3 separate regions of the Rattus norvegicus genome follow, and regions 2 and 3 are each linked to region 1. A link is a contact called in public Hi-C data. All regions are on one chromosome and are shown on one strand. Each heading gives the region's core, a stretch centred on a gene start, on an enhancer-like site or on the middle of the called end of the contact. The rest is flanking DNA. Distances are from core to core; before and after follow the strand shown. Region 1 holds the start of Ncoa7 (nuclear receptor coactivator 7). Region 2 holds the start of Trmt11 (tRNA methyltransferase 11 homolog). Region 3 holds the start of Hint3 (histidine triad nucleotide binding protein 3).

Region 1 (5,019 bases), core at 1,011-3,510:
CTACATAAAAGTCTCCCTGTGTCAGGATTATTTGCCTGAAATAAGAAGAAAGAACATGTCCAGTGTACCTAAGTTGCTACGCCCTAACTTCTCCCCTTTATCAGGGGAAGAAGAGCTAGTTTTCACATTTACCACAGTCTTCATGCTCCAACGGCTTATTGCTTATTTATTTTAATCAATTACTTTACTAATGAGAGATAGGATTTTGCTATGTAACACAGGTTGGCCTGAGACTAACAATCCTCCTGTCTCTACCTCCCGAAATGTTGGCATTACAGAAATGGACCATAGTGTGCAGTTCAGGGATACAAGTTTTGAAAAGAAAACCTTTATTACCCTAAGTCATGCTATTATAATACTAGCTGACCTCCACTGACCACACATTCTGCACTCTACATAACGTTCATGAATTCCTTCATTCCCTATATCTACCCTTTAAAGATGGTGTGCAGTCACCCCAGCTTTGAAGATAAAAGCACCAGAGAGTTAGAAATTTAACTGAGGCCAGCACATGTAGGAGCCGTAGTCCAAGGGTAATCTGTGCATTCTTATGGATTATCCTGTCCTTAAGTATATATCCTAATAGAATTTGATTGAGCTGCACCCAAATTACCAATTCTTTCTGTAGATCTTTTCTACCCATTGAAATTTGGCAAGCATTCCATAAGAGTTTCTTGTAATAAGGAAATGCTGTGCCCTGTGTTGTCCAAAAGGCAATCACAAGCTTTATTTGGTTCTTTAGAACTTAATGTATGACTAAGAGACTGAAAATCATAACTGGATTTCATTAACTTTGCATGACCCCATTTGACTGATGGGTGCTATACTGGATAATGAAGATGTAGATGACGTTAATTCTGATTTCTGTGTGAAGACAAGACTCAGATAAATTGGTCAATACTCAGTCACAAAAGAGAATGACCGACAAATCTTTAAATTAGAAGCAACTCACCCCCAGCCATGGGAGCACCAGCCCCTGTTCTGTTCAGACTTTCACTGTAGTGACAAGCTATAAGTTGCATGCAATCCATCATGTAATCCCAGGGGAGCCAATGAAGACAGTGCCGTTGTTTGCCATTGCTTTGGAAAAGCTCTGGAACACTGCATCAGCAAGTCACCCCTTTAAACACATACTCAGTTATACTTTTGCCTAAGAGAAAAGAAACCAAGGCTTATTTTACTTCCCGACAGAACCCTTGGGATTAGGCACAAAGGGGTGCTGATGGAGTTAAAGAGTAGGAAACGGTAGCTGCAGCTCAGTGAAGAGCTCCTGGAGAGACTGCACTCAAGGTTCACACACTTGGTTAAGCAAACAGCAAAGTTCTTGTCCTGAGTGATTTCAAGATGTTTTCCATAACAGCACTCTGTACGTCTTCCTTCCCGAAATTAGGTCATTCTGAACTGGGGCTTTAGATTCACCAGCCATTCTCAGAACAGAACTGAATCACGTGCCTCTCCTCCCAAATACAGCTCAGACCCTGCTCCACCCTGACCTCCTAGGGGTTACCCACCTCCCCCCGGAAAGGTCAGCTATCTTATCATCGAAGTGTGAACTTGATATGATTTTTCCTTTCTTTTTAAACTTTTACTTTACTTTTTGAAACAGGGTGTTTGTTATACAGCCTAGGTTAGCATTTGAGGTTGGCCTTGGATTCCTTAACTTCCTAACTCCACCTCCCAAGAGCTGGGGTTACAGGGCTATGTCACCATTCCCGTGTGTGTGTGTGTGTGTGTGTGTGTGTGTGTGTGTGTGTGTGTGTATTCCGATATTTATTTTTACTAAGCTTAGATTTCAAAATCACAAAAGCACTTATCAAAGAATTGTGAGACCATCACCATTTCTCTGGAGGCTTCAGGCAATGGTTTTCTTTTGATACAAATAGAATCATGTCTATATTTTAGGAACCCATTTTTTTTTCCTTTGCTAAAGGCTAAATCATTTGACTAAAAGGTGTCTAAAGAACAAGAAGTCTCTCCTATTCAAAGCATAAATACGTAAACCTGATGTCAGAATTTATAGATGGTGAGTGCAAAACCAGGAAGAGATTTCATATTTGCACGACTGTGTAACATCACCTGCTCCTGAAATCTCAAAGGCAGACGGTTCGGTGCTTTGCTCCACCCTCCAGAGAGACTGGCAGTACCAAGAGGCAGCAGCAACCTGCGGAGGCCTCTATGTACTGTGTGTTGATGGCTTGGGACACACCAGTTACACACACACACACACACACACACACACACACACACACACACACTTTTTCTTCCTGTATTTAAGAGTGATCTTCACAACCAGATCCTCCGAGTCATCTTGCAGTGATAGCCACTGGACTGTAAAGGGAACAGCGTCCAGGTTGGAAGCTCACAAGCAACAGGCCCCTGGGCTCATGCAAAAACCTTCCCACTGAGCTGCTCTCCGGCCCCAACCAAGAGCCGGCTGGACTGCCCAATTGCTACATTGCATTGCCTTGGCTATAAGGATCAAATTTAGCAGCTTATAGGATGTTGTACCGGGGACAGGAGAAAAAGGAGACGGTGGGCCCCTTTGCCAAAGGAAATGCCGGAAAAGACAGAGGATGAATTTATGGTTACCCCTGGTCCTAGCGCTGGAAGGGAAAGGAAAGGGACTTTAAGGCTCCGACAGGGGCTCTTCCTCCAGCTGTGCGGATAAACGCTAACTTCCCTCCAAGATTCAGCCAGTAGCCAGCTAGAGGGATGAGATTAAGTGCCAGGTAAGCAGACCATTCCCCGTTCACAGAAAAGATGACCGTCGCCTCGGGCGGCGTCACAAAGGGCCCGGGCCTGCGGAGGCCGCGCGCGCATCTCTCTGGGGCGGAGCCGCCGGGCCCAGGTTTGGGGTGGATCCGAGCCACCTCGGGGCTTCCAGCCTGCGGCTCGGAGGTCGCACCGGGCAGGCAAGATGCCGCTGCTGCAGCCGGAGCCGCTAGGGCGGGCCTCTGAGCTCCCGGATCCCCGCCGCAGCAGACCAGTGCAGCGCGCGCCCCGGGTCGGGCGGAGCTAGAGGCGGGCGCCGGGCGGGCGTCGCGCCACCGCAGCTCCCCGCCTTCCGCTCCGTGCGTGCCCCGTGCCTTGACCGTGGGTGCCGCTGCTGGCACCTGGGCGAGGCTTCGAGCATCCCGGCGGCGGCTGCTCCGGCCAGATCAGCGCTCCGGAACCCCTCAGGAGCGCTCCTCGCCGCCTCTTGCTGCTTCCCTTCGCTCCTCCTCGGCGAACGATCCCGCCCCCCCCCCCCTGCCCCCGTCCTTTTCCCTCCTCCCACACGGGAGGATGCGCTCCCCAGCGCCCGGCGGCAGAGGCCACGGCTCCCAGAAATGCGTGCGCCCGAGCCACTTCGCCCGGACCCGCGGAGCCCGCGCCCCCGCCCAGTAGGTAGGTGGCCGAGGCGGGGCCAGGCCTTGGAGGCTACGGGCTGCTGATGCTGGGGCCCGGACGAACCGGAGCGGCTGCCAGCCGCAGCCAAACTTGCCCCCTCCTGGGCTGCCAGCGCTCCGAGGTGTGCTAATGGCGCTGGGCGCAGCCCCCGAGGGACCCCAGACGCTCTGCTTGGAACGTTCGAGGCGCAGGGCCGCTGGACCCTCCTCGCCAACAATCTGGGGACCCTTGGTTGGAGGCTGTGGGAAGCTTGGAGGGATAGGTTGGCGCTGGTCTTCTTTGCGAGGAGACCGTTGCCTTTTTCACGAGCTCAAGTAGACTGTGTCATTGCATTTTTAAAAAAGCAGGATCAGCAAATGCGTTCTTTCTCTCCTTTTTGCTAAAAATGTAGACGACCACGATTGCTGTTTTAGAGGTATTTAGGAGTGGTTGTGGATTTTTGTGTAATTTACAGCTAGCCGAGTGGTGTATAAAGTCAGAGGTGCGAAGACTTTAACATTTTGGGTGCCAGTTTAAGGAAAGTCTTTCCAGAAATCAGATTACCTAAGTGATGGATGAGGCTGGCGTGTTCCCTTAAGCTGGCGGGAGCCTACGGGTTTGAGAGCTGCAAGTTTGACACAGGTGTCGGGGAGTTGAGACTCTGAAAGATGTGCCTGTTAGCCAGCAGAGGCAGCCTTGTCTCCAGCCTCGCCTACAACTCTGAGCTGATTCCTGCCTTTCTGAGAAACTGGTTGAGTCTTTCCCCCACTGTTCTTGAAGTAAAATTCATAGATTGGGGCTTTTATCGAAATTGTTACTTCTCAGGCTGCCGTTTTGGATTTTACATTAAGCAATAAGGTTTAGGGTTTTGAAAAAAAGGACCATTGTAAATTCCAATTTTGTAAGCACTATTTCAGATTAGGGATTTTGGCGAACTGAATCAATATAAATACTAAGAGGACAGAATCACCATCATTATCAGTTCCTCTTCTCCCCTCCTCCCCTTCTTCCTCTCCCCTTCTCCCCTTCCTCCTTCACCCTCCTCCCCTTCTTCCGCCCCTCTCCTTCTCTTCCTATTCTGTAATTCCCTAGTGTTGGATGCTTTATAGCTGTTTGTTATTCGTTGAATGAGTGAAAATTGTATTTCAAGGTAATTGTATATAACCCAATATAATTTAAAATTATAGTATGTGTTGTTGTTATTTGCTAGTACAATTAACTGTATTCTTAAAACTTGCCTCTTTCTATAAACAGGCCAAGCTTGGTCATTTTTTCATTGACATTTCTGGCCTCAGCAGTAAGGAAGGCAGTTCTCTGTTTAGGATCACTTTGTGCCCACTTTCCAGTGTTATAGCAATCGATACCGTTTCAATTGTGCTTTCTAAAACAATTTAGAAGGCAGACTTTATGGTCAGAGAAAATTCTTAAGTTATTTTAGAAGGAGCAGCGATCTGGTTAATAAGTAACAGGTAACTTGTCTTAAAGTTGAGCTGTGGTATATATATGCATATATATATGTACACACACACACATATATATATATATATATGTATATATATAATTAAAGCTAAAGATGAAAAGAAAACCTTTAAAAGCGTCTGTGGTTCCAAAGTGACCTCACATATATCATACAGATACAAATTTATTTTC
Region 2 (5,019 bases), core at 1,718-4,217, 200 kb after region 1:
CAGCCCATGTCAAGTTGACTCACAAAACTACCCAGTACAGGTACCCTCTCCAAAATTGACCGTATAATCAGTCACAGAACAGGCCTCAACAGATACAATAAGATAGAAATAATCTCATGCATCCTACCAGATCACCATGGACTAAGGCTGGTCTTCAATAATAACAAAAACAACAGAAAGCCCACATAGAAGCTGAACACATGGAAGCTGAACAATGCTCTACTCAATGATAACTTGGTCAAGGAAGAAAAAGGAAGGAAATTAGACTTTTTAGAATTTAATGAAAATAAAGGTACAACCTACCCAAACTTATGGCACACAATGAAAGCAGTGCTAAGAGGAAAACTCATAGCTCTGAGTGCCTGCAGAAAGAAACTGGAGAGAGCATACACTAGCAGTTTGACAGCACACCTGAAACCTCTAGAACAAAAAGCAAATACTCCCAAGAGGAGTAGACAACAGGAAATAATCAAACTCAGGGCTGGGATCAACCAAGTAGAAACAAAAAGGACTATATGAAGAATCAACAAAACCAGGAGCTGGTTCTTTGAGAAAATCAACAAGATAGATAAACCCTTAGCCAGACTAACCAGAGGGCACAGAGAGAGTATTCAAATTACCAAAATCAGAAATGAAAAGGGAGACATAACAACAGAAACTGAGAAAATTAAAAAAAATCTTCAGATCCTACTACAAAAGCCTATATTCAACAAAACTGGAAAATCTGGATGAAATGGACAATTTTCTAGACAGATGCCAGGTACCAAAGTTAAATCAGGATAAGATAAACCATCTAACCAGTCCCATAACTCCTAAAGAAAGAGAAGCAGTCATTAAAAGTCTCCCAACAACAACAACAACAACAAGAAGAAGACCAAAGACCAGGACCAGATGGGTTTAGTGGAGAATTCTATCAGAAGACCTAATACCAATACTCTCCAAACTATTCCACAAAATAGAAACAGAAGGAACATTGCCCAATTCCTTCTATGTCAACACGCTTACACTTACACCTAAACCAAACAAAGACCGAACAAAGAAAGAAAACTTCAGACCAATTTCCCTTATGAATATTGATGCGAAATTAATAAAATTCTTGCAAAACGAATCCAAGAACACATCAAAATGATCATCCATCATGATCAATTAGGCTTTATCCTAGGGATGCAGGGATAGTTCAGTATCTGGAAATTCATCAATGTAATCTACTATATAAACAAACTTAAAGGAAAAAACCCCACATGATCATCTCATTAGATGCTGAGAAAGCATTTGAGAAAATTCAACACCCCTTCATGTTAAGAAGCTTAAGCTTAAATAGAATGACAACCAAAGTGAGGAGGACTCAGGCCTTCTTAGAATGGGGAACAAAAATATTCACAGGAGGAAATATAGAGACAAATTTTGGAGCAGAGACTGAAGGAAAGACCATCCAGAGACTGTCTCACCTGGCGATCCAGCCCTTATACAGCCACCAAACGCAGACAATATTGCTAATTCGAAGAAGTGCATGCTGACAGAAGCCTGACATAGCTGTCTCCTGGAGGCTCTCCCAGAGCTTGAAAATGCAGAGGCCGATGCTCCCAGCCAACCACAGGCTCCCCAAGGGAGGAGTTAGAGAAAGAACTGATGAAGCTGAAGGGGTTTGCAACCTCATAGGAAGAACCACAAAATCAACCAACCAGACCACCCCAGAGTTCCCAGGCACCAAAACCACCATCCAAAGAGTAAACATGGACAGACCCATGGCTCCAGCTGCATATGTAGCAGTGGATGACCTTGTTGAGTATCAATGGGAGGAGAAGCCCTTGGTCCTGCCAAGGCTCAATCCCCCAGTGTACAGAAACATCAGGACTGGAACACCCTCATATAAGCTGGGGGAGAGGGGATGGGATAGGGCGTTTATGGACAGGAAACTGGGAAAGGGGTTAACATTTGAAATGTAAATAAAAAAATACCCAATTAAAAAAAAAACCTTTTCCAATGCTATTTTTTGGACTCATGCAATAAACTATACATCGAAGTTTGAATATTATTACACCTAGTAATTGTAGCTATTATCTGTAGGAGGCAATATTCCAGCTTTATACAAAAAAAAAAAATGAGGCACACAGATGTTATGAAATTTGCTGAGAGCCTAGGGATAACAAATGGTGGAACTGAGGTTTGATTAACAAGGGTCATCACTGTGTGCTGGCTGGCTTGATCACTACCACTAAACACCAACTATGTTTCTGGCATATGGAAGAAATAGGATACTTTTATATGCTGTGAATTATCAAGGTGGAATGCAAAATCCCCCAAATACAGGTCTCAGCAGGACAAAGGGTTCAGTACTTTTAACAGAAATGACAGTTGTGGAACATATATATGGGTAGCTATATATCTTACAAACTCTTTTGGTATTTGGCTCATGTGAATAATTAGGGTAGCTTCTGCCAATGTTTTTAATCTACAGTTGACTGTGGATTGACTGTGTGCCTGTAACAACATAGCATAATTACTGAATGCTAGTCCGAGGAAGGGTTTTTTGTTGGTTTCCTTACAGAGAAAACCAAGGTGGGTCCTTGACAGCTCTTGAAAAAGTTTCGCATAATCACGAAAAGTACACTCAGTGTTCTAGCTAGTGAGCCCCAGAACCCTGAACGATTAGGAGTCTACCTACACTTTACAGTGAAGTTTCGGTTCAGTTTTGAGTCGAAGAGCTGAGGGAGGAGTCGGAAGAACACTCCAAGAGGAGCATCACTGGGGAACTGCGCAGGATCACCGCAGTCTGCCCCTTAAAACAATGCACCTTTCACAAGGGGAGCATGCCAGGATAGCCACAGGCTTTGTGAACCTTATAATCTCGCTCCGCCCCGTCATGCCCCTTCCTAGAAGGTGCCACCTGTTTCTGGTTTAGCTTCCGTTTCCGGCTCCGGGCTGAGGCTCGGCGGAAACTTAGCTCCAGGGGGGAGGAGGGGGCGGGCCGGTGGAGGCCGCGCAGGCGTACCATAGTAGCCGCAATGGCGCTGCCGGGCTCCTTGAATCGCTATCTGCTGCTCATGGCACAGGAGCACCTGGAGTTCCGCCTGCCGGTGAGCCGTCCTGGGGTGCCGGGCGCAGAGGCTCGCACTCCGCACGCGCCGACTAGGGGAGGGGTCTCTGCGGGCTGCTGCGCGCGCCTGGATTGGGCGGGGGTGAGGCCGCTGTCCGCTCTGAGTCCCGGGCAGCCTTTCTCCGGGACAGTGCCCTGCCATCCAGCTCTGCACGTGCGCCTGACGCCGCAGTAAAGCAGGTGAACCGGACCCGACTCGGGACGGAGACATCCATGGGGTCGCTCGGTGGAGTGAGAAGTGTCAAAATAGGTTCAGGCACGATGGAAGGCTTGGGTTGGTACTTGATGAAGTTGGGAGAAAACTTTTATTTACTCAAGAAACAACATTCGAGTCGCGTACACGGAATGCTGAGGGTGCGCTGACTGACAGCTCTGCCCTTCAAGAGCTTAATGTTTACTTAGGCTCAGGACTAGCAGATGCGAGAGCATAGTCAACTTATTGAAGCGCAACGATGAAGGGCACTTAGTGGGAGCCTTTAAAAAGGGAGTCTTTGTCCATTAATGAATGGGGGATGTTGCCTTTCAAGGTGGGGATGACATGAGCTACAGCATTAGTTAACTGGGCAAAGGAAATAAGTACTTTGGAAGTGTAAACTGTTGTCCATTACTAGTCACCAGTTATGTAACAGAGTGGTAAACAGAAGTAGGTTGGTGGACCAGAGAAGACACTGAGCCCTCTATAACTTGGAAGAGGAGTTAAACAGGTTAGAAGAGGCAGAATTAGATGGTTTTTAACAGACAGTAAAATGAAGGACAGACTTGAGCAGTAAGACTGGAGTTAGTAAGCATCTGTTGGAATATTAAAAGATTAAGAAACTAATCTAGTGTGAGCAAGAAGGGAATAGGTTAGAGCGTGGGTGTAGGGGATGAGACCAAATGTATGTTAGGGTAAACATTTGTTATTGTTCTGCCCAAGAAAACCTGGAAATGATGAGATTTCTTCTACTTCATGCTCAAAAAGTGGTGAACCACTGGGACTGAAGAGGTGGCTAAGGACCACTGCTCCTCCAGAGGACCTGTATCTGTTGTCCCGCATCTGTATCGGGATACTGCCCACAGCCATTTGTAACCCCAGGTGGGTGGGTTGGGGGGGGTTCTTCTGGCCTCCGTAGGTACCAGGCCTTCCTTACTTATGTGAGTATACCCACAAGTTTACAAAAAAGTGGTAGGCCAAGTACAGATGCTCAGAAGTCAGACGTTAAAGGAGAGCTGAAAGGAGGCACACAACATGTCAGATAAGGAGAGAGGGAAGGTTTCCCGAGCAGGGATGGGCAGGAGTGAGCATAGTGCTTTGTGGTTAGGATGAAGGTTATGTCTCCCTACGGAAATAAGAAAATGAGAAAAGGGAAACAAGGTGGACGCCTCTCAATCAGAACGTACGAAGGAAGTGTACAAGATAGAGTTAGGGAGCACCTGGGGAGTAGAGCTAAGGAGAGGACAGAGCTGCAGGCACCATCTGGATTGTGCTGATCTCTACATGTGGATGTCCTACCCCATCTGGTCGCTATGGTAACTTACCTATAACGAACTGGAGAGTCAAAGGGCATGGTAGTATTCTCAAGATCTGAACATCAAATTGTAGCCTTAGTCCTGTGTTTCATGTCTCATATTCAAACCTGTGTTGTAAAAGCCCTTGGGCTGTCTTCACTGATGTTTTGTCAGTCTGGACAGGTTTATGATCCATTCTCATGCTGGGATTGAACTTACCCCTCACCACCTCTTTTTATTCCATGATTTCTATGCAGTTTATGTTCATTACATTCACCCCAACTCTTCCTAAAATGAATAGCCTTCTAGTACAAGAAACAGCTTGACGCATACCAAAAGAGAACCAGAGGTGGCGTTTGTTGCTCACATCTCCCTTTCTTGGTGATTTGGAGTGGGAAGCTTGGTGGTATTGTTCTCTCCTGATGGCTGTGGTC
Region 3 (5,019 bases), core at 1,237-3,736, 180 kb after region 1:
GGGCTGCACTCTCATGGCCTCCGAATCAGCTCCTGCCTCACTCCTGGAAGCAGTGGTGACCATAACTAGGAGTGTATTTATGCAAAGGAAACCTTTGTGGTCTAAGACACCACACGTTTTAGAACTCTTACAGTAAACAGCCTATGCCCATCCACTCAGTTGATATAGCGTCTCAAGGTAACATGCCCCAAACAGGATGCCTCATGGTCTCTGCCCACCCCGCATCTGTTGGTTCCACAATTTCTCATCTTGGGGAATAGCAGCTTCAGATTTCTAGTTATTAGATCAAAAATTCTTACCACTGTCCTTGACTACTCTAGAGTGGCAGAGTTACTGCTGGTATGTGTATGAACAGGAACAAAAGATAATTGCTGCAGAGACTGCATTCAATGGAGATGAAGGAGTGAAAATGAATATACATCCTAAGTTAAATGCATAGGGTTACATATATGTAACATGTTGCTATTTAATTTAAAGTATGTGGAAAGGGACATGTAATAGAAAAAACCCAGCAAGAGAAAGAGGAAGGAAGGGGTTAGACAGTCAGAGTTGGCCTTATTGAGGAAGAAACGTACCGGCAAGGAAGCGAGAACTGAAAAACTTTTGCCTTATCACCACTATGTACAAACCCCTAAGCCAAGGCAACGTCCATATGGCAGTATTCAGACAGGGCTCCAAATGCCTAACTCACAATGTCAGGCTCTGGGTTTTGTTATAGCCACCCTCCTCTGCTGACCTTCACCCTCACAGCCTTTACTGAAAAGCACTTCTGCTTGTGACTGTGCCACTCTCATAACTCAAAAGTGTATTCCCCTGGGATCTGAAAGTCATTCTTTTAGTCATCAGACAGCTGTGAAATGTCTACTTAGACCTTTCCACTGTGATAGCACCAAGAAACTCCTGCTCTTACCAAAGCCAAAGACAATTCAAAGGCTTTCAATGTCAAGCAAGCAGTTCTGAAAGGCACCTACAGTTACAGAAGGATCTTCACATCACCTACCTCCCCTTGGCCCAAGAGGCAGCCCGAGTACACAAGTACATACATGGAGAAAGACAAACATATACTACACACACACACACACACACACACACACACACACACACAGACACACACCATAAAAAAGGCAGAGTGATATGAAAGTGTAAGAACAGACATAGAAAATGATATTTAAATGTGTGAGGTCACACATTTTCTGCTTCTGAGGATCTGAGAAGCTACTGTAGTGATTGCCAAATATGCGGTTAACTACACAGGAAATTAAATGTGTCTTCAATTTGCGTGTACTTTTACCTAACATGTTGCTGTTTTGGATTACAACACAATTCATTTAAAAGCATTACCAAATTTAAAGTCATACTAAGTAATTGCAATTATGAAATCGACAAGCGCCAATGTCATAACTATTGTTGTCAATCATTTCAAGTAAACTTCAGCATCAGGAAAGAGGCAGGGTCAGCACAGTACCAGGAGGTTTGACACAGGAAGATTTCCAGGTGAGGTGGGAATCAGCAAGAATTTATCTCAAAACAAAACAGTGCATTTAAAAATATTTGTTCTACGGATAAACATAGAACATAAATAGACACTTATTTAAACTTTGCTATTGTTTGGGTAAGGGGTAAGATAGAAGTCTGAATCTGTTTCTTTCTGTAGAGCTGTAATAAAATAATTAAACTTGGGAAGTTTCACAGTTAGAGAAGCATAGGGAATGCTCAGTACTGGTGCTCAGCAAAGGCCGTGTATTGTCAAAAGGTGAGCTCACAATCATACTTAAGAACTGATATTTTTCTGGCATGATTGTTCCCAAAGGGTTTCTCTCTCTTTCCTGAATAGCAGGAAATACAAGAGAAAATTGTTACAATGAACCCGGTGAGACACAGGGAAGAGCTGGGAGGTAATTTCTCAACTATTGCCTTTTCTCGGTATATGACATGTGACATAGGAGAGATCCTTATTCTGATTTGCATTGCACTATAAACAAAAGCAAACATGTCAAGTACAGTTTGGCTGGGTTTTTTTTTTGTTTGTTTGTTTTTTGTTTTTTGTTTTCAGATCCTAAAATTATTGTGACTGAACAAGTACACAGAAAACAAGGAAAATTCACTTTGCCAAACAAGGCTCTCTATACATTTTACTCATCCTCTTATACCCTTAAAAAATCGAACTTCTATACTTTTTTTTTCTTTTATAACTAGAGCGTGATACACTATATAGAGAAGTGGAAACAACATCCTTTGCACTTTAGACTAAGGTTATTGGCAACTCCCAAGCCCCTGGTTAGGTTCTTGAAACTGAGCTGTTTGCGTCATCACGGAGCGACGGGCGGGGTCAGGGCAAGCCTTACCGCGCCCTCCTCGCCCACTGACAGTCTCCCCTTCCCAGTGTCTGTCCCTGCGCGTGCGCAGACTTCGCATTGCTAGGAGGGCGGAGCAAGGCGGCGGCTCCGGGTGCCACGGGTGCGCACGCGCCAGGCCTTGAGCAGCTCAGCTGATCCTCAGGTCGCCTCTCGGCCGCCATGGCTGAAAAGCAAGCGGGCTTAGCTGGAGAGCCGAATCCCGACTGTACGGTCACTGCCAAAGCAGGACCTGAGGTGTCCTCGCCTGGGACCTCGGAGTCCAGGGACTATGACAGTAACTGCGTGTTCTGCCGCGTCGCGGCGGGTCAGGAACCCGAAACTGAACTCTTATACTGTGAGGTGGGCGGCGACAGGCCGGGGTGGGTGGGAGCCCGACCTCCAATCCAGGCTCGCAGGCTTCTGTCTCTGCACCGACCTGCTAAACCTACCGTGTAATTGACTTCTTTCAGGGACCCAGAGGTCCTCCAGAGGTGCCTTTGCTGCTCAGTAGGGAGAGATAGTAGTAATGGAGCCAGGCACACTCGCCTCCCTCTGCATGCATTTGCAACACAGCAGCATCCTGTGTCCTTGTTTTTATTATAAGGAGTCTTCCTCTTCTCTAGATAGTAAGTTATGTACATTTCCAGTATCCTTAGAGAGCGTACAACTAGCAGAAAACAGGTCATGGGCGTGGTGACGAAGAGTGAATTTGACTGAAAATAGGCGAAATGGAGTTTCATGACTGGGTCTGAAGTCGAACTGATAACTAACAGTTCATAGCTTGTAAGTGGCTACACACCACTGGGAAAAATATCTCTTATCAACCGCGAGGGCTTCATGAACGCCTCCCCTTTTCGTTACAAGATCTGGACAGGATTCAAACCTATGCAGATCACTTGTAGTTAATCATACTTGCTGCGAGTTCAAGAGTGCAACAGCCATGACATACCTGGAAATTCCAGAAAACTTTCCCTTTCCCCTGGCTCAAACATATTTTGCATCTCATCATCCCTCATAGAGAGTTAATCTTTTGAGAGAGATTTATCATTTTGCATTTAAAACTCTCATTACACATATATTCGTTGTAAACGAATGATTGGACTTATATAAGGTGTTGGTATACTATATATATATACATATATATATATATATATATATATATATATATATGGTGTTGGTAATTATACAAATAATGGCAGAAGAAATTGTTTGATTTGGAATAATCAGGGTTACCAACATCATGAAGAATTTGTTTGCAAGACTTTCCAACAAAAGTCAGAGATGATTCTTTGCCTCAGAGATCTCTGTATGGTTTTCTTACTGTATTTTTCAGAATTCATTTAAGCAAAGGACATACCACATATTCTTAGTAGGGGGCTTACCAGTACCAAGGGCAGTGTTTTACTCTTTGTGTATGAGTCACAAAGATATATATATACATATATATATATATATACATATATATATATATATATATATTACCATGCCTGGTATTCATATCTCATGGTATTGATATGAATTATTATTAAGGGTCTCCTAGAAATAGCCCAGTGGTAGTGGTACATGCCTTTAATTCCAGCATTCAGAAGGCAAAGGCAGGAAGATCGCTATGTTGGAGGCCAACCTGCCCTATACAGTGAGTTCCTAGACAGCCAAGGCTACAGAGAAATCTCTTGAAAAGCCAACCAACAAAACAAAGAAACAACCCAAGCAAACAAAGGAGAGAAAGAAAGTGGGCTCTTAGAAATGAAAAATGAAAAAATGTTTGAGAAACCATAGAAATGTTGCCATGCCAGAGCCCATACTTAGTAATATTAGCTGATTTAACTGCTCTTTTGCTAATTAAAATTGCTAACACCTTAGATACCATGCTACGCAGATGTTCTTTCAAATGTACTTGCTTGGTTTAGATATGAAGGGACAGTTCCTGGGAAGAAATTGTAGCTGCGTAGAAAATACTTGAGAATTATTTGTTAGGAAAATGTTGGAAGAAGAATAGAAGCAGGTCCTGGAGTAGTCTGGGAAAGTTGCAGCTAGAACAGCATGGGAGAGCGTTACACAGCCTCTTCTGCTTTGTGCTTTGGAAGACTCTGTCCCAGACCAATACTCCACAGCTGTGCAGTGATCCTTTAATAGGCATTCGGTACTCGATCGCTTGGTTTTCCCAACACTGTCACTGAGTTAGGGACAGTTGGCTTCTTTGCAGCATTTTGCCCTGGGAAGTCTTACTATAAAGGACAGCTGTAGCCTGGCAGTCGTGGCACACACCTTTAATCCCAGCACTTGGGGGACAGGGACAGGCAGATCTCTGAGTCTGAGGCCAGCCTGGTCTACAAAGGAAAACCAAAAAGGAAAAGAAAAAAAGAGAAACCGTGGCTCGGTGGCAGAACTTGCTAGGCTTCGTAAGCATGTTAGGCCCTGGGTTTGGTCACCAGCGCAACAACAACAACAACAAGCATATATGGACACACACAGATAATTTTGTATTTTTGGCAATATGTCTTTCTGATTGGATTTGTTTTTTAATAGTGGTTGGTTCAGTAGTACAATAGAGGACAGTAAAATCACAGAACCGAGTTCAGTATCTTAACAGCTTAGTGGAAATGCAGTTAACAGGTAACTAAAATACCCAGTTTCTTTGCCTCTAAATGTAAAACAGTGTATCTATCGTGTTGGTTTGTGT

Evidence for each region. A called contact is a pair of places that touch in the nucleus more often than the background predicts.
Region 2: a contact with region 1 is called in a Hi-C map of mammary epithelial cells, with 4 times the contacts expected there. The contact joins the promoter of Trmt11 here to the promoter of Ncoa7 in region 1. A contact is called at or near these places in 9 of 12 Hi-C or Micro-C datasets (the A7r5 cell line, the Rat2 cell line, Schwann cells and 5 more) and 1 of 1 datasets of contacts at active chromatin or transcription factors (oligodendrocytes).
Region 3: a contact with region 1 is called in a Hi-C map of Schwann cells, with 12 times the contacts expected there. The contact joins the promoter of Hint3 here to the promoter of Ncoa7 in region 1. A contact is called at or near these places in 11 of 12 Hi-C or Micro-C datasets (the A7r5 cell line, the Rat2 cell line, Schwann cells and 6 more) and 1 of 1 datasets of contacts at active chromatin or transcription factors (oligodendrocytes).

What each region holds. Positions count from the first base shown.
Region 1 is chr1:28,672,354-28,677,372 of GRCr8, forward strand. It overlaps Ncoa7 (nuclear receptor coactivator 7), which reads left to right and starts at 2,261. Exons shown (of 16, transcript XM_063276558.1): 1 at 2,261-2,729.
Region 2 is chr1:28,870,394-28,875,412 of GRCr8, forward strand. It overlaps Trmt11 (tRNA methyltransferase 11 homolog), which reads left to right and starts at 2,968. Exons shown (of 13, transcript NM_198051.2): 1 at 2,968-3,077. The coding sequence starts at 3,006.
Region 3 is chr1:28,852,374-28,857,392 of GRCr8, forward strand. Hint3 (histidine triad nucleotide binding protein 3) reads left to right here and starts at 2,487. Exons shown (of 5, transcript NM_001100825.1): 1 at 2,487-2,696. The coding sequence starts at 2,517.